Linked DNA regions of Columba livia: regions 2 and 3 are each linked to region 1. A link is a contact called in public Hi-C data. All regions are on one chromosome and are shown on one strand. The core of a region is the stretch at or near the end of the contact, and the rest is flanking DNA. Distances in the headings are between cores, read along the strand shown.

What was found. Hi-C and Micro-C count contacts between places; a contact is called where the count stands out from the background.
Region 2: a Hi-C map of liver shows a contact between it and region 1, with 7 times the contacts expected there. The contact joins the promoter of CCDC146 here to the enhancer-like site in region 1. A contact is called at or near these places in 2 of 2 Hi-C or Micro-C datasets (crop and liver).
Region 3: a Hi-C map of crop shows a contact between it and region 1, with 2.9 times the contacts expected there. The contact joins two enhancer-like sites. A contact is called at or near these places in 2 of 2 Hi-C or Micro-C datasets (crop and liver).

What each region holds. Positions count from the first base shown.
Region 1 is chr1:198,578,069-198,581,952 of bColLiv1.pat.W.v2, reverse strand. GSAP (gamma-secretase activating protein) reads left to right here. Exons shown (of 31, transcript XM_065049124.1): 25 at 3,825-3,884. Among named protein-coding and RNA genes, the nearest start is that of GSAP, 38 kb to the left of the region's middle. Within about 2 kb of position 1,607, at least 2 of the 3 cell types and tissues checked have an H3K27ac peak away from gene starts, as active enhancers do.
Region 2 is chr1:198,488,180-198,491,757 of bColLiv1.pat.W.v2, reverse strand. CCDC146 (coiled-coil domain containing 146) reads right to left here and starts at 1,296. Exons shown (of 18, transcript XM_065049114.1): 1 at 1,173-1,296. It overlaps FAM185A (family with sequence similarity 185 member A), which reads left to right and starts at 1,441. Exons shown (of 8, transcript XM_065049156.1): 1 at 1,441-2,038. The coding sequence starts at 1,651.
Region 3 is chr1:198,674,477-198,678,038 of bColLiv1.pat.W.v2, reverse strand. The region is part of intron 1 of PTPN12 (protein tyrosine phosphatase non-receptor type 12); the gene reads right to left. Among named protein-coding and RNA genes, the nearest start is that of PTPN12, 20 kb to the right of the region's middle. Within about 2 kb of position 1,703, at least 1 of the 3 cell types and tissues checked has an H3K27ac peak away from gene starts, as active enhancers do.

The DNA of each region.
Region 1 (3,884 bases), core at 358-2,857:
CCCTTCAGCGCTGTTTTCCAGGGTTGGAAATCTCAGGAACTTTCTTGAGGCTGCATCTTTTTGAAAGTGCTGAGCACATGATTTGTGCTGTCGGTGTTAGTGTTCTCTGAGCCACTGCACCTGCCGCTGAGGTTACTGACCTTGTTCATCAGGCCTCGCTCTATAGCTTGGCAAGTTGTTTCACTGGTAATTGTCAGTCTTTTCCGTATCTTTATAGGAAAGAAAAAAATCTAGTTGCTGATTAAACTAGGAACAGGACAGCATGAGCCAGAGCTTTGTACCTGAAAACAGTGCTGAAAAAAGCAGAAGTGGAATGTTTGTTCTCCTTTCATTTTTTTCCCAGTTATCATTCTTAATATGAACTAAGGTTAAAAATATGAAAACACCTATGCAGCCTTGATATGCAAGACTAAATTATTGTAGACTAAATCTTATTAACAAAACAAATCTCAGCCCTCCCCATCAGCAAAAACTTAGGGTTTTTTTTAACATAACCGGAAGCAAGAATTCTCTCAATTCAACTTACAGAATTCTCCACTAGACAAGTTAGTTAGAAAAACTACTGTAAACAAAGATAAGATATCTCTAAAAGTTGATTCTGCCCTCTGGCTGATATATCTTGGGTGCTCTTTGGAAATCTTTAGAAATTATTTCATTGTTGGACTTGGGTTTCTGTTTATCCTGATCAGAAGCCCTTACATCTTAAGCCTTTTTATATCCTAAATGTTTGGAAGTTCTTCAGGGGAATGAATTGTTATGATTCTTAGTACTGTTTTCTGTAGCTGAGCTACTGAAACTAATGAAACAGCAAGAGACTTGAAATGATTTGCTTGTCTGTTTGCTTTCATAAAATTCTGTTTTATTACATTCAGGAGCAAAGGAGTGGCTGAGAATAGGGCACCATTGTGTGTAGCCGCTGTGTAAATCAATTGCAGCTGAAGTCGAAGTAGCTGAGACATGGGGGCATTAACAGTTTCTCATAAAACAACAGTGGCTGGTTGCTGTCAGAACTGTGTGTGTTTGTGTACAGAGAAGTAATGTGGGGAAGTGTGAATGAAATGTCTCAGTGGAAATTCCCGTGTTTGCTAAGGAGAACTGCAGAGCCTGGGTTTGCCTGGTTACCAGTTCATATTCCACTTTGCCTGCAGTAGTGGTTTGCATGTCCATGTTCTCTCTCTCCCCTGTGTCTCAGCTTTACTCTGTATCTGTTTCTCTCATTATTTTCATCTCAGCAGGGCAGGGAAGGGGGGACATAACTTACAGAAACAGTGTGACCTTTGCTGTTCTGACAGCAAGTGGAAGAGGAGGCAGAGGGAACAACCAGCCTGTGGCCCAAGGCAGACCAGAATAGACTGTTAAAGGTTCTCTGACAGTTGCTGCCGTGGCTGCACCTTTCTGACTGCTGCCTGTGGCGAGCTGTCACCTGAGGTGGCCTCAGCTGCAGAGGAACAGAAGGCAGACACCATTTGGATTCAAGTTTCCTCAGAAGAAGGACTGTGTCATACTCCTTGCACAGGAGGCAATCTTGTCTTACTCCCTTTTCTCCTTTGGTCTTGAGTCTTTTCTTTGCCTGCTTCTATGTCTTTCCCGTAGGAACAGCCACAGAAGCTGAAAACTTGTGGTTCCAAATGACCTTAGTGGAACTTTAGCCTGCTCAGATCCTTTGCTTGGAAATGTAGATGGCTGGAGACAGCAAGCTGCTTTGCAAGTGTCAGCCTAAGCCCTACTGCATGCACTGTTTTGCCATGGATCATGTGTTCTTTTACTAGTTTAGAGCAGTCCAAGGGAAATGGTTTCTGATACATGCCCAGGAAAGCTTCATGGAGTATGTCTTTGTTACTGAATGAAGAATGGCTTTGCCTGGAAGGTGTGGGCTTAGCTCTTAATTTGGTTCCCCCAGAGACCCGCTGCTAGCCTTGGCGAGGAAGCTGCTTGTACTCCCTCTAGAAAACAGATATTTCCTTTCTCCCATGCACGTTGTCATATGTGTCATGTGCTGAAAAAAGTTCGGGATATAGCTTCTGTTTATGTATTTTCTATAGTGTTCATTGTGGCTGATCTCCAAAGCAAGTAGTGCTGTTGGTGGGGGTGTAATGTCACAAGTATTTAAGTATTTTGTGATAGCTAGATTGACTATGGCTTAATAGTTATCTTTCTATACTCTGCAGAAGCTGTACAGTTGGCTGTAATGCAAAGGAAAGAATATTGGTTCTGGAGTATCATACCTGTGAAAACAGTTTTTGTTGTACAAATAGTAAGAGGTGATTCTGGAGTCTGGAAGAAGCTTCCCTTCACCTCACTCTGGAGACATTCAGATCCCGCCTGGACACCTTCCTATGTAGCCTCATCTAAGTGTTCCAGCTCCAGCATGGGGATTGGACTAGATGACCTCTTGAGGTCCCTTGCAATCTCTAACATTCCATGAATCTGTGAACACTGACCTTCAGATCCAGCTGTAGCTCCCAATGCGGAGGCCTTAGCTATACCCTGTGTGTTGGCCAGAGGTGAAAGTCATTCCAGCAGCAGTTGTGGTTCTTGTGACCCTTCTCTGAAAACTGGAAACCACGCATTTCCTGGGAAATGAGTGGAAAATCATGCTACACTCCAGGGAGATTAAACTGGAACTTTCCACTGCATCCAGAAAGTATGAAGATGGAAAGTATTATGTGATTATTCTGCATCAGGTGGCTGTGCAAGGCTGGATGGAGTGGTGGAGGGGAAAGGTGCTACCTCATAGAGCTTTCTGGCCAGGGTGCAGAGGAAAGCACTTGAGCATTTCTGAAGACCAATATTCCTGTTCTGGCCTTTGCATATGAACTTCTCCAGTGTGTCCTGTTTCTGTTTTGCTCAGAGCCTGTGCCAAGTTAATAGTTGGAAGGGGCAGAGCCTATGAGAAAAGAGTAGGGAAAAGGATTCCTAGATTCTGGCTGTCTTGTGGTGACGGGTTTGTAACTACATGTGACACCTCTCTGCAAAATGGGGCCTGGACTTGTTTCCTGGGATTGATTAGTGCACTTTGAGGCACAGAGATAAAAGGTGCAGAGGAAGAGTCTCTTTTCTGTTGCTGAGATACGGAAGTGGTTACACATGACAGCCAGGAGGGGCTGGCTAGAGGATGTTATTTCAGCTCTTTCATGTGTGGCTTCTCTTTTCCAGCTGCAGGAGCTTAGGAGGCCCAAGTGAGAGCTGGGCTTGTGGCTTTTGTGTGCTGACAGTCTGCACTGGGTGTCAGCCTGGGAGCACTAAGATGTGACAGTGTGGGCCAAGGGATTGTTGTACTTCACTGTGGACAAAAAGAAAACTCGTTAGAGGAGGAGAGGCATTTGCTTGTCTTGTCTTTCCTCCTTACCAGGACTCGACTTGTGATTCCTTCTGCAGTCTTGTATCAACAAATGGAGTATTCCACTGTCTGCATCATCCAGTTTTGTCTGGGCCCTGGGGACCTTTCCTTGTTAAATGTTAAGCCACTTGGACGTGCAGTTTTTGCTTTCATGGCAAACAGATCTTTGAGAATTTGATGCAGGAGCATGAGATCAGTTGATTCCCAAGAAGCACCATGTGTTAGGATGTCTTGCGCAATGCTTTGATGCACTGGAAACACTTACTTTAAATTTCTGGCATAGGGCAACTCAGTTACAACTCTAATTTTAATCAGTTTTACATTTTAAGCCCCTAAGAAAAGGAGATATTTACTGAAGTCTCAGTAGAAGTCTCATGATAAGTTGTTTTTTTTTAACATAAGCTGGTGCATAAAATGAATGAAGGCCAAGGGCCTGGTGTATACAGGCTTCTGGAAACATTCAGTCCTTTCCTTTTTGTTTTAGCTGAATCTGGTACATCGAATAATGAAAGAAGTTTGGAGGAGACACCAGCTTCATTCCTGC
Region 2 (3,578 bases), core at 47-2,546, 90 kb after region 1:
TCCCCACTTGTTTGTAAACCTTAGAAGGACAATTGTCTCATGACATTTTTGTACAGAACTCAGAGAAATATTTATTGGGCTGGCTTTAGAACTGCTAGGCTGTATGTTAACTGTTAAAAAGCAGTCACAATGAGTAACTGTTAACCAAGCCGTCTTGACAGAGACAAATTTTGAAGCACTGCAATACCGCTTTCGAAAAAACTTTTTCCAGCACATCTGCCAAACTGCTTCTTCATCCTCTTAATGAGGACATTTCAACACATGCATTCTTACTATAAGCTTAAGTGTAACAAAGACCAGGCTGCCACCCAAAGCCCTGCCATTGCCCCCTTCCCATTCTTCTATCCTGCCTTCTCCTTGCAGGTGTGAAATCCTGTGGCTGCAGAGGCTGAACAGGGTGAAACCTGTTAGTGCACCACAGTCAGCCCAAGTGGACCATGGAAAAGGCCTTCACAGAATCATGGAATGTCCAGAGCTGGAAGGAACCCACAAGGATCATCGAGTCCAGCTCCTGTCCCTGCGTATGACAACCCCACAGTTCACACCATGTGTCTGAGGGTGTTGTCCAGTCTCTTCTTGAACACTGTCAGGCCTGGGGCCGTGACACCTCCCTGGGGAGCCTGTTCCAGAGCTCCAGCACCCTCTGGGGGAAGAACCTTTTCCTAATGTCCAACTTAAACCTACCCTGGCACATCTTCCTGCTGTTCCCTCGGGTTCTGCCATTGGTCACTAAAGAGAAGAGATCAGCGCCCGCCCTTCCTCCTCCCCTTGTGAGGAAGCTGTAACTGCGATCAGGTCTCCCCTCAGCCTCCTCCACGCTGAACAAACCAAGTGACTTTAGCTGCTCCTCATACAGCTTCCCCTCCAAACCCTTCACCAACTTTGTAGCCCTCTTCTGGACACTCTCCATTAGCTTCACAACCTCACGCCCGGAGGCACCTCGGTTTCTCTCGCAGGAGATGGCAGCACGGAGCGGCGGGCAGAGTCCCGGCACCCAGGGACACGGAAGGCGAATTGTGCCCCAGCCCCGCCGCGACTCCTCAAACAGGACTGAGGCTCGACCACCGCTGGACTAGCTTCCCGCCTCTTCGTTGGAGCCACGGTTTTGCCTTCCCCGTCCCCGGCCTCTGCAAGTCCCTCCAGGCCGCGCAGCCCCCGCCGCTGGGCCTTACCTGTGCGGCCGCGGCCGGACCCGCCTCGCCGAGCGCGTCCCCCCGTTGCTATGGCGACGGCGGCTCACCGCCCCTTGCCCTACCTCAACGGCCCTCGGCCCGCTCCTTCCATTCTGATTGGCTCTACCATCCCGCCCCGCTGCCCAATAGAAGCAGACCACAGAAATACTCCGCCTTCCCCTTTCGCTGATAGGCCAATGAGTACATAAAGTCTGCCCCTTCTCGGGCGCTGTAGTTCCTTCCGCGTGCTGGTGAACTACGACTCCCAGAAGCCCGTGGGCGGGGCTGGCGCCTGTCGCTCCCGGTGCGCGCGCCAGCAGCCGCCGCCTGTTTACCAACCGCCCCGGTGCCGCTCCCCGCGTGCAGCTGCGTCACGCGACCCGGCGGTAACGGCTGTAACGGCTGTCCGCCGCCGGGAGCGGCTCCTGTCCCGCCTCCGCTCGCCTCAGGGGCTTCCGCCGCGGCCCCACCGGGCGGCATGAGGGCGCTGCCCCCGCGCTGGGCGCCTCTGGCGGTGCGGGCGGCGGGCGGATGGTGGGGGCCGCCCGCCCCCCGCCGCGGCTGCAGCAGCTCCGCCGAGCCCGGCGGCCGTCAGCCGCTCCAGGAGTGGGCGCTGGCGGTCAGCCCGCGGGGGCGGCTGCGGGTGCGGCTGCCCTGCCAGGTGAGCGTCCGCCCGCTGGACCCGGAGCGCTACCCGGACGCGGACCGTGTGCTGGTGGCCGTGAGCGGCGGCAGCCCCCCGCCCCGCGGCCGGCAGCGGGACCGCGTCCGCGTCGAGTACGACGAGGCGCTGCAGCAGATGGCGATCGTCGCGGACGCCGTGGACAGCAAGGCTGTCGTGGACGTCAGGACGCCCGTGAAGTTCGGTGGGTGAGGCGGGGGCGGGGCGGCTGCACGCCCGGCGGTCAGCCCCACCCAGGGGAGGCGGGGTCGTTCGCTCAGGTGGGGCGCACCGGGAACGGCGCTGGCGCTGCCGCTGCTTCGGCTACAAGCGCCGGTGGCAGCGGAAATTGGGAAATGGCATAATGCCCCCTCTAGTTAAAGAATTTCAAAACGTCCTTTCTCCTCCTCCCCGCCCCCCCACCCCGTTTCCTGACTTCTTTGGTGTTTGGATACGTGATTTGTTGTTGACGTTTTTGTCAGCAATACATAGTGCTGAGACTTGTGCTATTAAGTGGTAGTTGCACTGCACGCTTGTATTTTTACTGACAGCTGGTCTTCCAGAAAAAACGTAACGGCAGCTCAGCTGGGAGTCAACAGCCGTCAGTATGTGCTGTGCACACCTGCAGCTCAAGCATTGTTCCCAGTAGGGCTGTTGGACCGCTAGTGGTAGCTGTGCTGGGTCGCCATCCACAGAGATCAAAAAGGTCTGGAAGGTAACAATATAGATTAAATACCAAGAAGAGCTCCCTTGTCTAGTACAAGTCTTGCATTATCTTTTTGAGCACAAGGCAAAAATCTGCACTGGGTTTCTGGTACAGAACCTACAAACAACTTGGGAGAGCAGCTGTAGTGGCTGAAACCAATAAAAAATCTGCACTGGACAGAAATACTGACAGTGGCTCTAAATTCGTGGAAGGAAAAGGGCAAACTTGATAGGATAATTCCCCTCAATGAGCTGAGGTTTAGAGTGCTTGGCCCAGAGAGATTTGTACTTAGTCATTGATGTGTTTTTTTTTCCTATAGAATTGTGCATTTTTCTGTACAGTACAGAATAAGTTTCACAGTGCTAGAAAAAATGTTCAGTGTGCAAAAAAACACAGTCCTTTGGATTGCCTCAAGTGGTTATTCAACACTGCTGCAGGTGTGGCGTGAGAAATGGTGAATGATCTCATTCTACTTATACTTCATACATGTTGTCTATTACTTTTGTAAAGCATGGTGCTAGCACTTTCCCAAACCCTTACAGTAAACACATTCTGCACCTTTTAACTTCTCTTAATTTTCCCCCGCTATATCTTGAATTCTGCTATGTCTTTTTTCCTGTTTTCATTTAGAAGCAGCTGAACTGTATATCATTCAAAATGGAGAAGTTTTATGGATTTATCATGGCAGCATTCTCCTTTCATTTTCTAGTCTTACTCATCCATATATTTTTTTTTAACACTGTTGATAACTGAAATGGTGTTTCTTAGATATGTGTTTCAAAACTTATGGTTTCTTTTGTTTCTTAGCAACTAGTATAGAGACAAACATTCTGTAAATAATATCAGGGGATTACCTCACCCCTCTCTGCCCTCAGTATGGTTTATTTTTTGTATTTTAGCATGGCTGTACTGATTTGTACCATGAGTTCAGTGAGACCACTCTCCTGTCTCCACCAGTAGTCATGAACAGATGCTTAGGGAAGTAAGAACAGGACAAACATAAATGATATTTTATCTCTGTGTTCTCTTACTGTCACCT
Region 3 (3,562 bases), core at 454-2,953, 96 kb before region 1:
GTTCACAATTGACAAGCAGAACACCCACAAGGTTTTAATGACTATTGCCCCTCCAAAAACCCATAATCTAAAACATTTCCAGACAAATACAAGAAAGAAAAGTTTTGACAAGCACTGAATCAGTACTTCTATGCAATAACATACACAAGGAATATTTAAGGGAATGTAAAGGGAAAGAGAAGCTATCAAATAGAAAATAGTTTTCTATTAACTGGAGAAAACATGCTTACAACTATTTTCACCCCTTCTTTGAGGCTGCGTCTGGAAGCCAAGGAATGTGCTAGTTATAAAGAGGCCATTTATGATTATGTTCAATAGCATTTTAAAAGCCAGAAAGAAGTAGCCTCATTAAAGATACAAACTTGTACTAAGACTTCAACTGTAACAACCCCAGCTAATAACCCATGCAATACTTATGGATAGATAAAGGAATTTCATGTCATAATTGTCTATCTTTGTAGTATCTGTCAATTTTTGCCTAACAAACATGTTTCTCCATTAAGCTTTTTGTTTTAACAGCTGAACATTCAAGAGTTGGAAGTAACACTGCTAAATGCCCAAGTAGTATAAACTCTACCACTTACATTTGTTTCTGCTGCATTCAATAAATCCCTAAGCCTTCTCCACACATGCTATATTGGATAGAATTCTCTTCTGCAACAGTAACATAGTCATACACACAGCAGTTCCTGCTACCTCACAGTACTATCACTCGTATAGAAAATGTTTTAGTTTCCTCAATTTGTTCAGTGAGTTCCTTCAAAAAAAAGGAAGAGGCTGTGATTTTTCTCAAATATAACAATTTCAAATATATTGTCTGACATAGCATTAACACAAAGTTCCATGGTAACCTTAACCACAGGTATTCTCAGGCAATGCAAACCCAAAAATGACTAGCAAAAGAAAGAAGTAGTTGCCTCTTCCGCAGCCCTATATTAATTTCATTAGAAGACCCAGAGAGAAAAATACTACTGTGAAGTTACTAAAAAGTCAATTGAAATAGTTTTAATGAAATCATTTGAAGTTTAACCTTCTTAAATTATGAAGGTTTTACAGGAAATTTTAAATTCTTAAGACTCATAAAAGCTTGCATCAAAATAAAGGGTCAAGTAAAAACCATATTGTTTGTCCTCTTTTAAAACCAGCGCTAAGAACCTCAATCTCTGATACTTCAAACAAAAAAAGCCTTTAAATAGATTTTATTGCCTTTTGTACAGCAAAGCTGCAAGTCAAACTTCAATTTCCAAACAGTTTGTAGGTTGCCTTTATTATATTTATAATGTAATTACTTCTGAAATTCTTCTGTTTTGAAGAGAAATGTTTGTCATGTGAAGTATACACTCAATCACATAAAGGTTTCTAAATGAGCCTCTCATTGATGTTCGTACCCTGCAGGCAATGTTTGTTGCACAGCTCCTTTGCAAAATACAGTCCTTCTCCAGTGCCAAATTTCAACAAATAAAAAGTTAAAGTCAACTGGTAAAACAGTTCAGGCAAGTGCCTTGTCAATCAAGCTGCTGATACATTTTAAATAGCCCTCAACTGTCAGCACTTTAAAAAGCTGAATATTTACAATCCAGAGTGTAGAAGTAGGCAGTCTGTTTGGTAAACAATAGCAAACCATCATTAAGTTTTTCTCTATCTGAAATACAAACAGCTTTATTCAACACCCCCAGGTTCTGGATGACAGATATACTTCCAGATGTTTCAGAAAGACATGGGAATACCTTCAGATGCAGCCTCAAGATCATTATCTACAATTCTCATGCATGTGGAATAAGTGACACAGCAATGAGACTCCACTTCCTTTCTTGAGAAAGGAAGCTGTTCTAATCTGAGCTTCAAACAAGTATTTGGTATGGTGCCAATTCAAAAGAAGAGTATGTGAAATTTTACAAGAATTCAGGCAAGACAGAGACACTTCAGTTTGTTTTTACAAGGAAAAATATTGAAAAAAACCCAAACATCTGACTGAAGGGATTTCACCAGCAGAGTTTCTCAAAACCAATCAGGCATTTTCCTTTGTGACTTCTCATGGAAAGCAGAACACGTTAACAAGCAGTAGATGACCAAGCTAGACAATAATCAGTAAGAGGGGAAGATGAGAACACTACATAAAGCAAACAGGCAGATTCTCAGCGTAATAGGAAAAAAACATAAGTTTAAAAAATGCCAAATAAAGTTGTATTCTAGAAACTGACACAAAAGGAGGAAATAAAGACACAGGATATTTACTGATAAATGGGCTGTATTCAGTAGTAAGTCCCACATGCTGGAATATTTCTAGAGATTAGACAACAAATTATCAACAGCCAAGAGGAGATGAAAGCTATTTTTCTTCCTTCTTAATTAAAATATGGGGGTCAGTTGACCCTGTGATTTTTCATGGACTATACATTCTTATTTTTCTGCATAGTCTGATAGTAATAAAACTGATTCAATTTGAAATTACTGAAGACAGAAACATTCATATACTATTTTATCTATTGCTTGCATTGCTTAAGTGCCCTTCAGCACAAAAAGTGTTAGTAGCCTTCACATTTTGTTTTCTGGTATTTCATATAAAACATGAATTCTTTTTTATGTTAATGTTTTTGGTTGTGGTAGTCGGTTTTACTTAAGGATACTTCCTCTGTAACCAAAGAATACCAGCAAACACTCAATCTTCACATCTTCCAGTGAAAAATTCAATGTTTTCTTTGGACAAGGAAACAATATTGTCCTTTTTAAAGGCCACAAAACATTTAGGTCTAACACCCTCGTTCTAAGCACAGTCAGTCTACACTTTCTGGGACTCTTCCACCATTAAACAGGGCCCAAAGGGCTTCTTTTGACTTTAAGACATAATTTGAATGCCTTGAAATTATATTTTGTTTTAAGCTAATTAAGGAAGTTAATAGTTGATGAATAAATCCAAACCAGTACAATGTTGTTTAACAAGCACTAGTGCCAAATGACTAAAACCCTCAGATATCAACCCACCTGCAGCGATGGTGTGAACTGCTCACAGGCACAATGACAGGCTCAGTCCACAGCAACTACCTCTGACTGCAGAACATGCCATGCTTAACTACTAGATTATCAAGTTCTATGCAGTGTTTGTTTTCTTCCATAAACCTGGATTTTACTAATTCAACTGAAATGTCAATTTTTGTCTTTAAAGCAGTACTAATGTTTTGATGAACATTTTCAGAAAGTTTGATTTCTAAGCACGGTTCCCGGAAAAATGGTGTTTTTGTTAAAACTTTTCCTGTTACTAGGTTCCCAGTTAAACTAACAGATGTCTGAGACAAGCTGCAGAGCAACACAACCACATGTTATTAGCAGGCTTTGCGTTTCATTGAGAGGCCAGTCGCAGAACTGAAGCAACTCAGAGGCAGCACTTGAGGAGCTGGAATATCTGCCTCTTCTTGCTAAGCTACACAGGCAACTATCTTCTTCACACACTGGGAGGACAACTGGGCAATGTAATAGCTTAAATAATTTCATTATAAACATCTGCTGCTCACATGCAGGGAACTTGACTGGGAAAAAACAATCCAGCCCCGCCACCAAAAAAACA